Regions from separate parts of the Mus musculus genome. Here region 1 is linked to region 2. A link is a contact called in public HiChIP or PLAC-seq data. All regions are on one chromosome and are shown on one strand. The core of a region is the stretch at or near the end of the contact, and the rest is flanking DNA. Distances in the headings are between cores, read along the strand shown.

Region 1 (6,193 bases), core at 2,376-4,875, 570 kb after region 2:
AGGAAGATTACAGTTTTCCCTGCTGAAAGTCACGACCCTCAAGGTTAAGGCACAGGACATGGTGGTGTGGCTTGTCCAAGAGTAGGCAAGATGGGCTCTATTATTATGCAAAGAACAACATTTCAAAGCAGTTAACTAATGCTGGAAACAGTCATATGTCACCTGTCATCTCTGGTTCAAGACTTCCCAGAGGGTGTGGGGTGGAGAGATGGCTCAGTGGTTGAGAGCACTGGCTGCTCTTCCAGGGGACCCAGGTTTGATTCCCAGCACCCATGTGCTAGCTCACAACTGCCTATATTCCAGCCCCAGGGAATCTGACACTCTTTTCTGGATTCCAAGGACAGTGAATACATATATTTCTCTGTCTCTCTCTCTGTCTCACTCTCTCTGTGTGTCTCTGTCTCTCTCTCTCTCACACACCAACCTAAAAGTTAAAGCCATCTAGAAAAAAATGGCATAGTATCGTTCCATAGAGATAAAGCCTTAAAAAAAAATCTCCTAGCTTCCCTCATCTCGTGCAGTTTAAATTAGAATTTGAATTTCTTATTCATCCACTAAAACCAAACATCTGTCTGTAGTGCTATGCCTATGGGTAATGCCAACACAAGTGCTGTTTTTGTTCTCTGGACACTGGTGTTTGGAAAGGATACTGGCAAGGCTTGGGTCTGCTGTCTGGGGATGTTGGGGCTCTTACCCTCTGCAGAATAGCCAGCAACAGCTCAGAACCCGAGGGGTCCTTTAGTTTTTCTTCTAGGCTCTGTGAGAGAGAGAGGAGAGAGAGAGAGATCATCTCAGGGACATTTTCTCAGCAACAGTACACTCCTGTGGAATATTCCGGTAAACAGTATAATCCTAGGGGCTAATCCTAAGTAGAAGCCACCAGAGGTGAACTTGCTCTAATGTCACGGGCCACATATGGCTGAGTATGAGAAGACCGTGTCCCGATTCACATCAGATGTGGCTGCCCAGCCAGAAGTCATGGGGTCATGGCAACTTTGGGGCTGAGCTGGTAAGCTGGGAACAAGTTACAGCGTAAAGGCCTGAGATCTGCTCTCTAAGCTAAAATGGAGACTCAGATGTGTGGTGCCAAGCCTGAGGACGGCATCTTTGACACAGGGACTATAGCTACAACTCCAGTCAGGCAGGTATGTGACACACAGCAAGCCACTTTATGTCAATCAGGTTCTCTACAATCTGCCTTGACCCTTTTCTGAGCACAGCTATACAGTGTTATTTCTGCTCCCTGCACTGTGGCCACAGCAGCTGGCTTGCTGCTCTTAAGCACGGCAACCATGTTTCTACCACAAGACCTTTGCTCCCTCTTCTCTGAGACCATCCCTGGGGCTTGGGTAGCAGTTCAAGTACCTCTTTGGGGAGGCCTTTGATGACTCTACTTTGTTTGTCATTTCCTTGTTTATTTTTTCATCCGTCTGAGACAGGGTCTCATCTTGTAGCTGGGGCTGGCCTCTAATCCACAGACTCTCCTGCTTTAGGACCCCAAGCTGTGGTTATAGGCATGAGCTGCCACACATGGTTTTGCCTGGTGTCTTCTGGTTCCTTACTGTTTTAGGGCTGGCTTCTCATGTGTTATGATGTGCCCTGGTGTGCAGCTCATGGACGGCATTCAGTAAATACTTACTGACCCAGTAACTGCTAGGAGGCACTCAGTGCACTTCCACAGTCAGGTGGAAGTCAGGGTTTGTACCCACGTACTCCCACAAAGTGAGATACAGGAGGGGCTGCCAACAGTATACAGGAGCAACAGTAATCAGGCGGTTAAGTCCACAATTCGTGTTCATGATAGTCTTTAGGTTCTTGGTAGAAGCGCTCTTATGTTCATTCTCCTATACATAAGCTACAGTTTGGGGGATGGGGCAGTATGACTCCCTAATTTGGAGCTGTGGGACTCTCCCTTTCTACCTTGGTTGCCTTCAGCAAAAGGATTGTCAGTCTGACAGCTTATACCAGCCTTGGCTGCCTGAACACTCCATAAACACCCTTAGACAACCAGACCTGATTGTCATGACTGCTGAAGCTGCGGGCTCAGCCGGGGCTGTTTGAAACTTTTTGCTGTTACAAACCTGGGTGTACAGTGTATTGCTCTGCACTCATTTCCTGTGGGACAGAGGGGAGCACGCCCCCTAGTGGCGTAGCGGAAGGATGGCTGGGATGGAACAAGAGGCAAAGCCGTGATTGGTTCAGACACCTACACAGCCTGCTGCTGTGGTCAAAGAGGGAGTAGACTGTAAGGAACCCTCCCGCGCTACCTCCTGGGAAGAGTCTCTTGCCTACTTTAGTAGTGCGGGCTGCGGGGGTAACAAGGAGAAAGCAGACCCAGTCAAGGCTCAACAGTGGACGGCAGAATTGTAAAAGCAGACAGGCTGGCCATGGTCAAGAGCTAATGAATCCGCACTTCCAAGACCTGCACAAGAGCTGTATGTTTCTAAGGGCTGCTGCCAAGGGCTGAAGAAATCCAATACCTTGGCCTGCTGGGAAGCTCGCAGCCAAAAATGTCCTAAGAACTCCCGGAGGGCCAAGGGCCCTACACTCAAGAAACCTGCAATTACTGGTCTTGTCTGCCTACAGCCGGCACAGAAAAACACAGTCAGCAGAGATCAGCACTCCCAGAACTTTTTGTCTATCTATGATTTCTAGCTGGGCAAAGGAAAAGAAGTCCAGCTGTTTAGTAGCAAGAGGCTGCTATCATTGTATCCTTTACTGTATTAATTAGAAATGATGGCACAGAGATGTAGCCTCTTGTAAAGTCCCACAGCACACAGGGGGTTGAATTAGAACTATAAGCAGGAAGCTGGCCTCCCCGGCCAGAGCTCTGATTCTTTCCTTCTTAAACTCCTGGTCAAATGGAGTGACCACAGACGCCAGTGCTGTGCACTGTGGGTGACCCTGAGCAAGTACTTAGCACAGCACATGAACTATTATTACAGTTGACATTGAATAAGGACTTATATGTTATTCGGGTTTCGTTTTGCGTTAAGACCAGAGATATTTTATGTCGATGAAATAATACAACTACCCAAACCACCCAACGAAACCGGGTAGACTCTGGAGGAATACAAATCTATAGTAACTCATGCCGGTGAGCTCACCGCACAAGAGTTAACAGCGAGGCACGCTCTAAAGGATCCTCGCGTCCGAGCTGCAGGTCCCCAGGCCACAGGGAAGCACCATTTTCAGTCCGAACTCCCTCTGAGACGGTTCTGCCTGAAGCCTGCCCTTCGGATGGGGACCTGGCCTCCTTTTCAGGAGAGCGCGGCTCTTGCCATTTGAAGACGTTTAGTTTTTCAAAGTTGTTTTGCAGTCGCCAAGATGACCGATTACTGGCTTAAAAGTTGCTAAAATAATCCAGCCCGGTTCGTGACCCTGTAAACCCTGCCGGGGAAGGGCCCGCCTGCCTCCCCCAGTCCAGCGGTGAGCAAAGGCGGCCCGAGACTCCCGGCCCCGCCGCCCGTGGTGCTCGACCCTGATACCCGCCGCACGCCCGCCGCCCACCTGCCAGGGAAAGGAGGGCAGCGCGCGAGCCGCCAGGAAGCGGCGCTCGAAACTCTGCAGCAGAGACGTGGCCCCCTCGTGGTCCTCAGGCGCCATCGCGGGGCAGGGCCAGGGTTGCCTGGAAACGGGCGGAAGCGAGGCCTGAGACGGAGGAGGCGTGGCAACTAGGAGGTAAGATGTGGGCGGGGGCTAGTCTATGTTCCGGCCCAGGAGGCGGGGCAAGATGGTGCCCGCGGGGCGGGGAGTACGGTGGGGCAGGGTTAGAGGCGGACCGGGCCGGGTTGGGCCTGACTGGGGAGCGTTTTAAACAGTTCCTGGAGCTGGAGCTGGCAACTTGGAGGCGAAGCCTAGACTGGCTTGGGGGCGGGGCTCAGAGGGCGGTCCTTGGCAGGAACTGGGGGTTGGAAGGTGGGCCCGAGCGGGAATGGGGGTGGGGCTGAGATTGAGGTTGAGCAACTCTTAGCCGGTTGTCTTTGGGTGGTCTGGGGCGAGCTCAGATCAGCCGGGGGCGAGGCTAGGGTGGGTCTGCCCTCGAAGTAGCCGAGGAAGATTTTTGGAGGGGTCTAACCCCACCTGGGTGTTAGGAAGTGATACCTGGGATCCTTCAGCCTACCTGCGCACGCACACGCGCGAGTGCGCGCGTGTACACACACACATCCACGAAGCCAGGTCAGCATAGGGGACCAAGGAGTTGGTCTTTATTCCCTGAACTGGGTTCATTTAAATAAAATGAACTGAGATTGTTTCTGTGGGGTTTCATCTTTTAATTTCTTTACGTTATTTGTGTATATGTGTTCACACACACACACACATATAACAGTAACAGTATCTGCTCTGAAAATTAGTGCACAGAATTGCAGAGGCTTCCAGCAGGAGTTTTGTTTCATCTTGCAAGGAATAGAATCTGAACTAAGAGTGGGAGTTAGCTGCAGTGGGTGGCAGAGTATTCTGTTCAAAGTCCCTAGAGTTGAAAGGCAGGACACTGGCAAGCCACCCCTGTTGTCCTCCAAGTGTGCACTGTCATTCAAGGTGTAACAGTTCAGTTTAGCAAATGTCTCAAAATCTCCATTTGGAAGCTTCTAGAGCTAGCTTGTTAAATATACTTGCAGAATGTTGATGAAGGGGACAGATTGTATCCCATTACCTCCTTTAGACAAGAAATCCTGAGGTTTGTTTTGGAGAACAACAGAAGGGAATTAATTACAGTCAGGTCTGTGACCCTCCAAAAATCCAGGCCAGCATAGGGGACCAAGATGGGATTGGTCTTTTATTCCCTGAGCTGACTTGATTTAAATAAAATGAACTATGATTGTTTCTGTGGGATTTTGCCTTTTAATTTCTTTACATTGATTATTTGTGTATGTGTGTGTTTGTGATCCACCACACATAAATAGAAGTCAGAGGATGGCTTGAAGAAGTTGGTTCTTTCCTTCTACCATGTGGGTTGAACTCAAGCCATTTGGCAAGTGCCTATACCCACTGAGTTATTGAAGTAGCATTATTGGTTTGTTTTACAGTGTCTTGCTATGCAGACCTGGCTAGGTTGGTATTCTCTTTGTAGCCCGTCTTGGCCCGAACCTTGCAGTGATGCTCCTGCCTCAGCCTCCAAAGCACCCAGGCTTCTCGGTGTGTGCCGCCATGCTGGACTATTACTGTGACTCACATTGCATATTCCTCATGCTGCACTCACCCAAGGAGCATGGGACCTGGTGACTGAGGAAGGCTGGCTTAGAGTGGCCTCCGGGGCGCTCACTTGCCTGTGCCATTTTGATCAGTTCCCTGCCTGCAATTGGTGATACAAGAAATGGGAACCAGAGAGATACACTTGTACATCACTCATATTAGTGATTGATCACTGCTGCTACAGAACAAAAGAGCAGCAGTTGGCATCATAGTAGTACTACATGATGTATCCTAAAGTATTAGCCAGTGGAAGCTGGTCTAACCTTTTGATACCACAGACAAGAACAGTTTGAAAAAAGACCCTACGTGGGCTACAGAGCCATCTTATCTTGGAGTGCAACAAAAATCATGCATTTTAATTAGATCTGAATGTAGGAGGGACAAGTCACAGAGGGATCCTGTGTGTGTGTGTGTGTGTGTGTGTGTGTGTGTGTGTGTGTGTGTGTGTGTATGCGCCAGCGAGCGCGCACACAGTGCATCTCCATTACTGTTCCTGTTCCTCTCAGTTTTTTTGAGACAGGGCCTGGCATTGTTCCTGGATCCCACTGCTAGTCTGGCTGCTCCCTACAAATTAACACTGGTGTTACAAGTGTGGATGACTCTGGATGAATGGATTCAATTCCATTTCTCATACTTGTAAGGCAAGCCCTTTACCAACTGAACCCAATTCACCGAAGGACTTTTGAGAACCCAGGAACCTCACAGGCGTGATGTGTTCAGGTGTAAGAGTGCTGATTCCTGATGTCGATGTCTGATCTGAGTGTTTCTGCACCTTCATTGTAAGAGGCAGTAGTGCAGGGGCTACATTAAAGGCTCCCTGTAATCTAATAATAACCTAATGCATTTTAGCTATATGAAGCCATTGCCTTTTAGAAATTATGCTTTGGGTTTGGGAGTTCAATCAGCATGAAGAAGTTTTTTCCTCTATCTCTTCTCTGGCTAATGGTTTCTGTAAGAAAAAGGGCCAATTGATTTCTTCCTAGAATGTTGCTTCAGGGTG
Region 2 (6,787 bases), core at 2,852-5,351:
GGTCCCTGAGGTTTTACAATGACCTGAGAAATAGCAGGACAGAATTAACTAGACTAAAACTGGGAATAATCCCCGCGACCCATAAAAGATAAGAACCACTGAGACTCAATCTTTCTCTCTCTCAATCTCTCTCTCTCTCCCTCCCTCCCTCCCACCTCTTGTCTCCCCTTCCCTCCCTTTCTACCCCTTTGTTTTGAGTTTTATTTTTATTTTATTTTATTTTTGTTTATTTATTTATTTATTTATTTTGAGACAGGGTTTCTCTGTGTAGTCCTGGCTGTCCTAGAATTCACTCTGTAGACCAGGCTGGCCTCAAACTCAGAAATCCCCCTGCCTCTTCCTCCCAAGTCCTGGGACTAAAGATGTGCACCATCACTGCCCAGCCAAAAATACACATTTTATAATGCAATTTTTTTCATACTAGAGTGTATGATGATAATGACCAAGTGATATATAGCTTTATTCTCAATATCTGTGAGCATCAATTTTCCCTTAAAAATGATTTTAGCTGTGGATTGTAGCTCAGTTGGTAGAGTGTTTGCCAGGCATGTATGAAGCCCTGGGTGCCATCCCCAGCACAGTGACATAGTCCTATAGTCCCAGCATTCAGGAGGAAGATCAGAAGTTCAAGGTCAGCTTGGTTTACATAGTTCGGGACTATATAGTGAGAACCTGCCCAAAAAGAAAAAAAAGAAAAAGAAAAAAGAAAGAAAAGAAAAGAAAAGGGAGAAAGAAGGCAGGGTTGGGAAAATGGCTCAGTGGGTAATTATGCTTGCTCTTGGTTAGACTTGTTGGATCCCCTGGCCTTGTGAAGTGTCTTAAACTGCCACATGGGTGCTGGGAATCAGACTTGGGTCTTCTTCGAAAATAAGGAGAAACAAGTACTCTTGACTGCTGGGACATTTACTTTTGTTCACCTGTCTATCCCTGCCTACTCATCTGTGTGCACACAATGTTGGGGTCCAGGAATTGCCTCACAAATCACACAGACATTGATCTCGGTCAGACCAGGATGGTTTATTGATCATATGCTCCAGGATTGGTCGACCAGGGCCATGGTCAGGATTTCAGAACTGAGCCACTACCCTGAACTAAGATCCTACAGGGCTTTTAAGCCCAAGATCTACAAACATTTGTGCCAAGTTATTTCATCAATCGGGATTTAAAGACAGGAAGATTTCCTTAGGAACATGTCTTTGTTGTACACTTATCCTGCTCCCATTGGTTGGGGTAGTCAACTGTGGCAGGCAGGGGACTTGCCTTGTCTAATAATATTCATGTCCTAACTTGTCAACCAGGATGGGCTTTGTCTAACATTCATGTCTTTACTTGCTAACCAGGATGTCTTTTTCTGCCAAGTAGGATGTCAGTTCCTAAGGAGGTCTTGGGAACTTAAACTTTACTAGACTCCTACTCTAAATGGAAGTCTTACTCCAAATAGTTTCTTATATTGGTGCAGGTGCTCTCTTATGTTGGAGTCCATCTCAGGGGCAGCTTATACCATAAAAGCTCATACGCAGGTGCAGGAAGTGCTGCTGGGTGGTTGGTTCAGGTCCAAGCTTATTGTGGGTAACTATACAAAACAGTTCTACCGACTTCTATAGTGATTGATTTCCAGGGACACAGAACATAAGAGAATATGTAATCAGTCTTGGCATTAGAAAGTTTCCTAGTAACAGCAGAAACTTATGACAAAGTTTCCTTATGGTAGACTATCAAAGGTAGGTTCTCTGGAAGCACAGCAAGAGCTCTTACCTGCTGATCCTTCTCTCTAGCTCCAATAAAAATGATTCTTGCAGGGCTCAGTGGTGCCTATCTGTATTCTTAGAAATTTTCAAGAGTGAGTGGGAGGCTGGCTTGAGCCCACAAGTTTGAGACTAGCCTGGGCACTATAAGATTAATGACATTGCTATAGCGTGTACAACAGAGCCTGAGATTTGAGCAGTAGGAGCTCCAACTTTTTGTTGTTGCTGTTGTTTTTTGTTTTTTTGTTTTTGTTTTTCAGTTCATAGTCTTAGTCATTGTGCTGGAGATATTTGAATGCATTTGCTGCTGGATGCATTACAGAACTGTCCCCTCTCATTCCCTGCGCCTTGCCTTCCTCCTTGTTTCACTGAAATGCTCTTTGTTCCCATCACTGACACCCATGCACAAGCTCTCCAGCTGCCCTTGCACTTTACACTAGCTTCATAACTACTTTCTGCTTGATTGGTAGTTTTTGACCTTAAGAGTCTCAGAATCCACTGAGAATTTGGTTGGTGAAGGTTATGGATATCTATCCAGGGTAACATGCACACACATTTTGTGTACAAAACTGGGGGGTAGAAAGTGCCAGTGTGCTCTCTCTTGTGCACGTGTATGTGTGTGTGTGTGTGGTGTCAATGTAGACTGATCATCCTAAACCCATTCATAAGCCCTCAGATTCTCTTCCTTTTATTTGGGAGGGTGGTGAAAAATGTAACTTTCCTAACTAACCAGCCCCAGTCTAGCTTTCTGGCTTCATTTTCAGTTATGTATACTAAATTTAAGGTTTAAGCATATACTTCTACACATTTAGACACCAGCTTTTATAGCTTTTTTAAAAAATTTTTGTAATAAACTGATGACATGACTGTTCCATAGTATGCTAGACCTGGTAATTTGAGGAGAGAGAGAGGGAGAGGGAGAGGGAGAAAGAGAAAGAGAAAGAAAGAGAATCGAAGGGTTATAAGCTTGGGGAAGTGGGACCCATGAGCTGCAGAGTTTGAAGTTGGGGAAGAAGTGAGAAGAGCTAGGATGCTAGCATGAACTTTGAAATTTGAAACAGGTACTTTTGGTACAAGGGAGCCTGAAGGCCTGATGTGCTTTGGTATGCTAATAGTCACCACAGATAGCCACGTGTCCCTTCAGCCAGGGATAAAGAAAATGACTCCTTTTGATAATAGGAACCAGCTTCACAATTTTTTTTTTCAAAAACAGGATTTCTCCAGGTAGCCCCAACTATCCTGGAACTTGCTCTGTAGTCCAGGCTGGCCTCAATCTTAGAGATCTGCCTATCTCTACCTCCCATGTGTTGGGATTAAAGTTGTGAGAAACCATTGCCTGACTTGCTGGTTTTTATCTAACCACTAGAAATCCTGTACTCCAGGTTGAGTCTTATTTCTGGATATTTGTACTGCCTTTTGGAGTTTGGGGAGTTGGATTTTCCTTCGGGCCTAACTCGAAGATGGGGGTCTCATGTAGCCCAGACTATCTCGAATTTGCTCTATAGCTGAAAATGATCTTGAACTCCTGATCATCCTACCTCAATCTAGTCTGGCAGCTTTTGGTGTTTTCGTCACTTGGAATACTACATCTGTACTCGATTCACTTTTCATCAAAGTTCAGTTATGGACATTATGACTCAGAAAGTTTAACAGCCCACCCCCACCCCCCACTGCCAAGCCTTATGCGTGTAAGAAACTTATCATAAGAAACAGATCGAGTACACTGGTATGCTTGTAACTGTGCACCTTTGATAGCACTTACCGTTGTTACTTAATAAGAAGTCTGTCCCTGTAAGGCGAGTTTGCTCCCCTGGAGCGGGTTTCCTCTAACATTCTTTCTAGAACATGGATAACAAACAGCAGGCGCACAATACATAATAGGCATTTACAATGCTCATTGAATTTTCGCTACAGGTTTGGAGAAGGCTAACGTGTTTAAGACGGACCTGAGTGTTTCAAGTTCTGCTGGGAAGGAATCAGACGCGGAAAAACTGCAGCCAACAACCGGGGTGGAGCCTTTCTGAGAGAACATGTAATAAGATGTAATTTTCAGGGTCAAGGGAGGGCATCCACACGGGGTATACCGGAATCTGATACTGACGCCGCGTTGTCTGCTGGGGTTTGTAGTTCCTGCCAGGGCAAGGCTCGCTAGATTATGGTTGCTGCACTCAGCGACAACATTCACAAGTAAAGTGCAGCATTCGTTCCTACCTCACAAAATTCCAATACAGGGAAAAGTTACAAACTGACATCCTCATAGTCTAGCACTTGTACACGTTGGCCTAGGTTCTACCGTTCGGAGACCGAGGCGCGTGCGCAATGCTTACGCTCTGCGTGCTACGGATGCCTCGCCTCCGGAAGACGCGACCGGCGAGGCGGGCCAGTGACGGTCTGCGCAGGCGCAGTGTCCCCGGGCCAAAATGGCTGCGTGGTGTTCCCCACGCTGGTTGAGGGTGGCAGTGGGGACTCCCCGGCTGCCGGCTGCAGCGGGGAGAGGGGTCCAGCAGCCCCAGGGGGGCGTAGTGGCAACATCCCTGTGTCGCAAGCTGTGCGTCTCTGCCTTCGGGCTTTCCATGGGCGCTCACGGCCCCCGGGCGCTGCTGACATTGAGACCCGGTGTCCGCCTCACAGGTGAGGGAGGCTTCCAGCTCTGGAGTAGAGGCTCCTGGGATTAGAAAGGGCGATTCGGCTCCATCTGATGACCAGGGTAGCGGGATGGAGATGTCTTCCGGCCCAAGAGAGGAATTTCTGGGGACACAGGCAAGCAGGAGGCAGAGAGGCCAAGGTGCTGGCTACCCAGAAGCCGTCGAGGGGAAAGAGCTGCGTGGAGCCGGAGGTGTTGAAACGCTCCGAACGCCATGAACCTTCACCTCTGTCAACAGTTCACCTCTCTGTCCAGGCTGCTGCCCCCTTGTCATAGCCCTTCTCTTTTTCTTCACGCTCTAGCTTGTAGTGGAAGATGTAACTGCCATTTAGTGAGTGCTAGGCACCCATAAATCAAGGGAGATGCAGGTGCTTGCCCTCATTAAGGTTAGAGAGTGTGATGAATTGTCATTTCATAGCGTTCATCCTAAATATCACGTGGTGTAATAGAAGGGCATTTATCAGTCTTTTAGAATCCTTAAGTCAGTGAATGTAATAATGGAGTCTAACATTTATTAAACATTGTGTAGGAAGTATGATTTCACTCCTTGGAGAATGTTTCAATGTGACAGGCATTGTTAACCATTCCATTTTATGGAGAAACAGGTTTAGATGTTAAAAAACTTGAAAAAGTCACAAAGCTAAAAACTGGTAGACTTGGTATGGTACCTACCTTCCTTATAGCTGGAGGGGATGCCAAATTAGTGTGCATTAAGCCTTGAAGTGTTTTAGCCACGATCTTGTCTGTCTCTTTAAAAAATATTTTTGTAAGTTATTTTGAGTTCTGTGTGTCTGTGTGTGGGTATGTGCTCTTAAGTACAGGTGCCCAAAGGGGCCAGAGGCATCTGATCCCCTGTAATTATGAGCTGCTAGACTTAGGGACTAGGAACTGAACTTGTGTCCTCTACAAGAGCAGTATGTGCTTTTAATTGCTGAGCCATCTTTCTGTCATCATAGTTCCTTATACTGTGTTATCACTTAATTTTCAGTGAGAATGAAGGAAGCAAGCACTGAACTTTATTTTGGGTAGTTCTAGGGATCAAGCATAAGGCTTCATGCATGCCTTAGAGTGGCTTTTAAATTATGTATCCTTGTGTGAGAGAGATATGGAGGCGCATGTACACAGGCACTAAGTATTACTTCTGTATGAAAGCATAACTGAAGAACTGCAGTTGGCTTTCCTCAAGTCAGCCCATAGGCTACAGTGGGCATATTTTATCTCAAGTGACAATATGTGTGGACATGGCATCCTGTAGTGGTGTATCCTGACACCACATCTAAGGTCATCAGTTTGGCCCCAAACTTTAGTCTGTGATCATTCCTCAAGTCCCAAACAGGGGCTGGAGAGATGGCTCAGCTGTTCAGAACGCTGACGGCTTTTCTAGAGGACCCAGGTTCAATTTCAATTCCCAGCACTCATATGGTAGCTCTCAGCTGACTGTGGCTGTAGTTCCAGGGGATCTGACACCTCTTCACAGACATACATTCAGTCAAAATACCGAAACATATGAACTAAAAAGAAATCATAAAAAAGAAATCTCCTAACCAGAAAGAAATCAGCAATTAGCTACTGGATTAGGCATTCTTAGAACAACATGAAGACTAATCCTATTCTGGGTTCAAAAAGCAAGACATGTGCTGGGCATACTTTGTAGAGAAAAAAAATAGATATTTCCTAGTAGTTGCTAATCATTGGCCTTTAGAATAGAAAAAAGCATCCGCTGTGTAATAGTTACCTGTGGTTATTCACAGTTTCCTTGAGCTGTCTGCTGATGTCGTAGAAGCTGGTACAGCTGACAAACTTTTGCCACTAATAGACTCATGCTCCTGATAATGGAAGGAGTGAGGAGTACAGGAATACAGCCAGGCAGGTAGCAAGTAAAGAGATCCAATATAGGATCACCAAGTATCGAGGTCTAATGTCTTCTCCGGGAGTGACTGAAGAGTCAATCACAATCTCATTCTGATTATTCCTGCTCATTCTTTTTTTTTTTTAATTCCTTTCTATATACTTTTTATTTTATTTTATTTTAATTAGGTATTTTCCTCATTTACATTTCTAATGCTATCCCAAAAGTCCCCCATACCCACCCCCCCCACTCCCCTACCCATCCACTCCCCCTTTTTGGCCCTGGCGTTCCCCTGTACTGGGGCATATAAAGTTTGCATGTCCAGTGGGCCTCTCTTTCCAGTGATGACCGACTAGGCCATCTTTTGATACATATGCAGCTAGAGTCAAGAGCTCTGGGGTACTGGTTAGTTCATATTGTTGTTCCACCTATAGAGTCTATATACTTTCAACTTCTCTGGCTGATTGTTTGTTTGTTTTTGTTTTTGTTTTTTGTTTTTTTGTTTTTTCGAGACAGGGTTTTTCTCTGTATAGCCCTGGCTGTCCTGGA

What was found. HiChIP or PLAC-seq counts read pairs in DNA pulled down with a chosen protein or histone mark.
Region 1: an H3K27ac HiChIP or PLAC-seq map of extraembryonic endoderm stem cells shows a contact between it and region 2, with 4 times the contacts expected there. The contact joins the promoter of Eef2kmt here to the promoter of Dnaja3 in region 2. A contact is called at or near these places in 1 of 39 promoter capture datasets (embryonic stem cells), 4 of 484 Hi-C or Micro-C datasets (CD8 T cells, embryonic stem cells, natural killer cells and 1 more), 3 of 115 datasets of contacts at active chromatin or transcription factors (extraembryonic endoderm stem cells, pancreatic cancer cells and trophoblast stem cells) and 1 of 9 other capture datasets (liver).

The regions. Positions count from the first base shown.
Region 1 is chr16:5,252,331-5,258,523 of GRCm38.p6, forward strand. Eef2kmt (eukaryotic elongation factor 2 lysine methyltransferase) reads right to left here and starts at 3,626. Exons shown (of 8, transcript NM_027446.2): 1 at 3,511-3,626; 2 at 695-757. The coding sequence starts at 3,606. It overlaps Gm15983 (a long non-coding RNA gene), which reads left to right and starts at 3,633. Exons shown (of 3, transcript XR_003951974.1): 1 at 3,633-3,681.
Region 2 is chr16:4,679,969-4,686,755 of GRCm38.p6, forward strand. Dnaja3 (DnaJ heat shock protein family (Hsp40) member A3) reads left to right here and starts at 4,102. Exons shown (of 11, transcript NM_001135112.1): 1 at 4,102-4,376. The coding sequence starts at 4,166.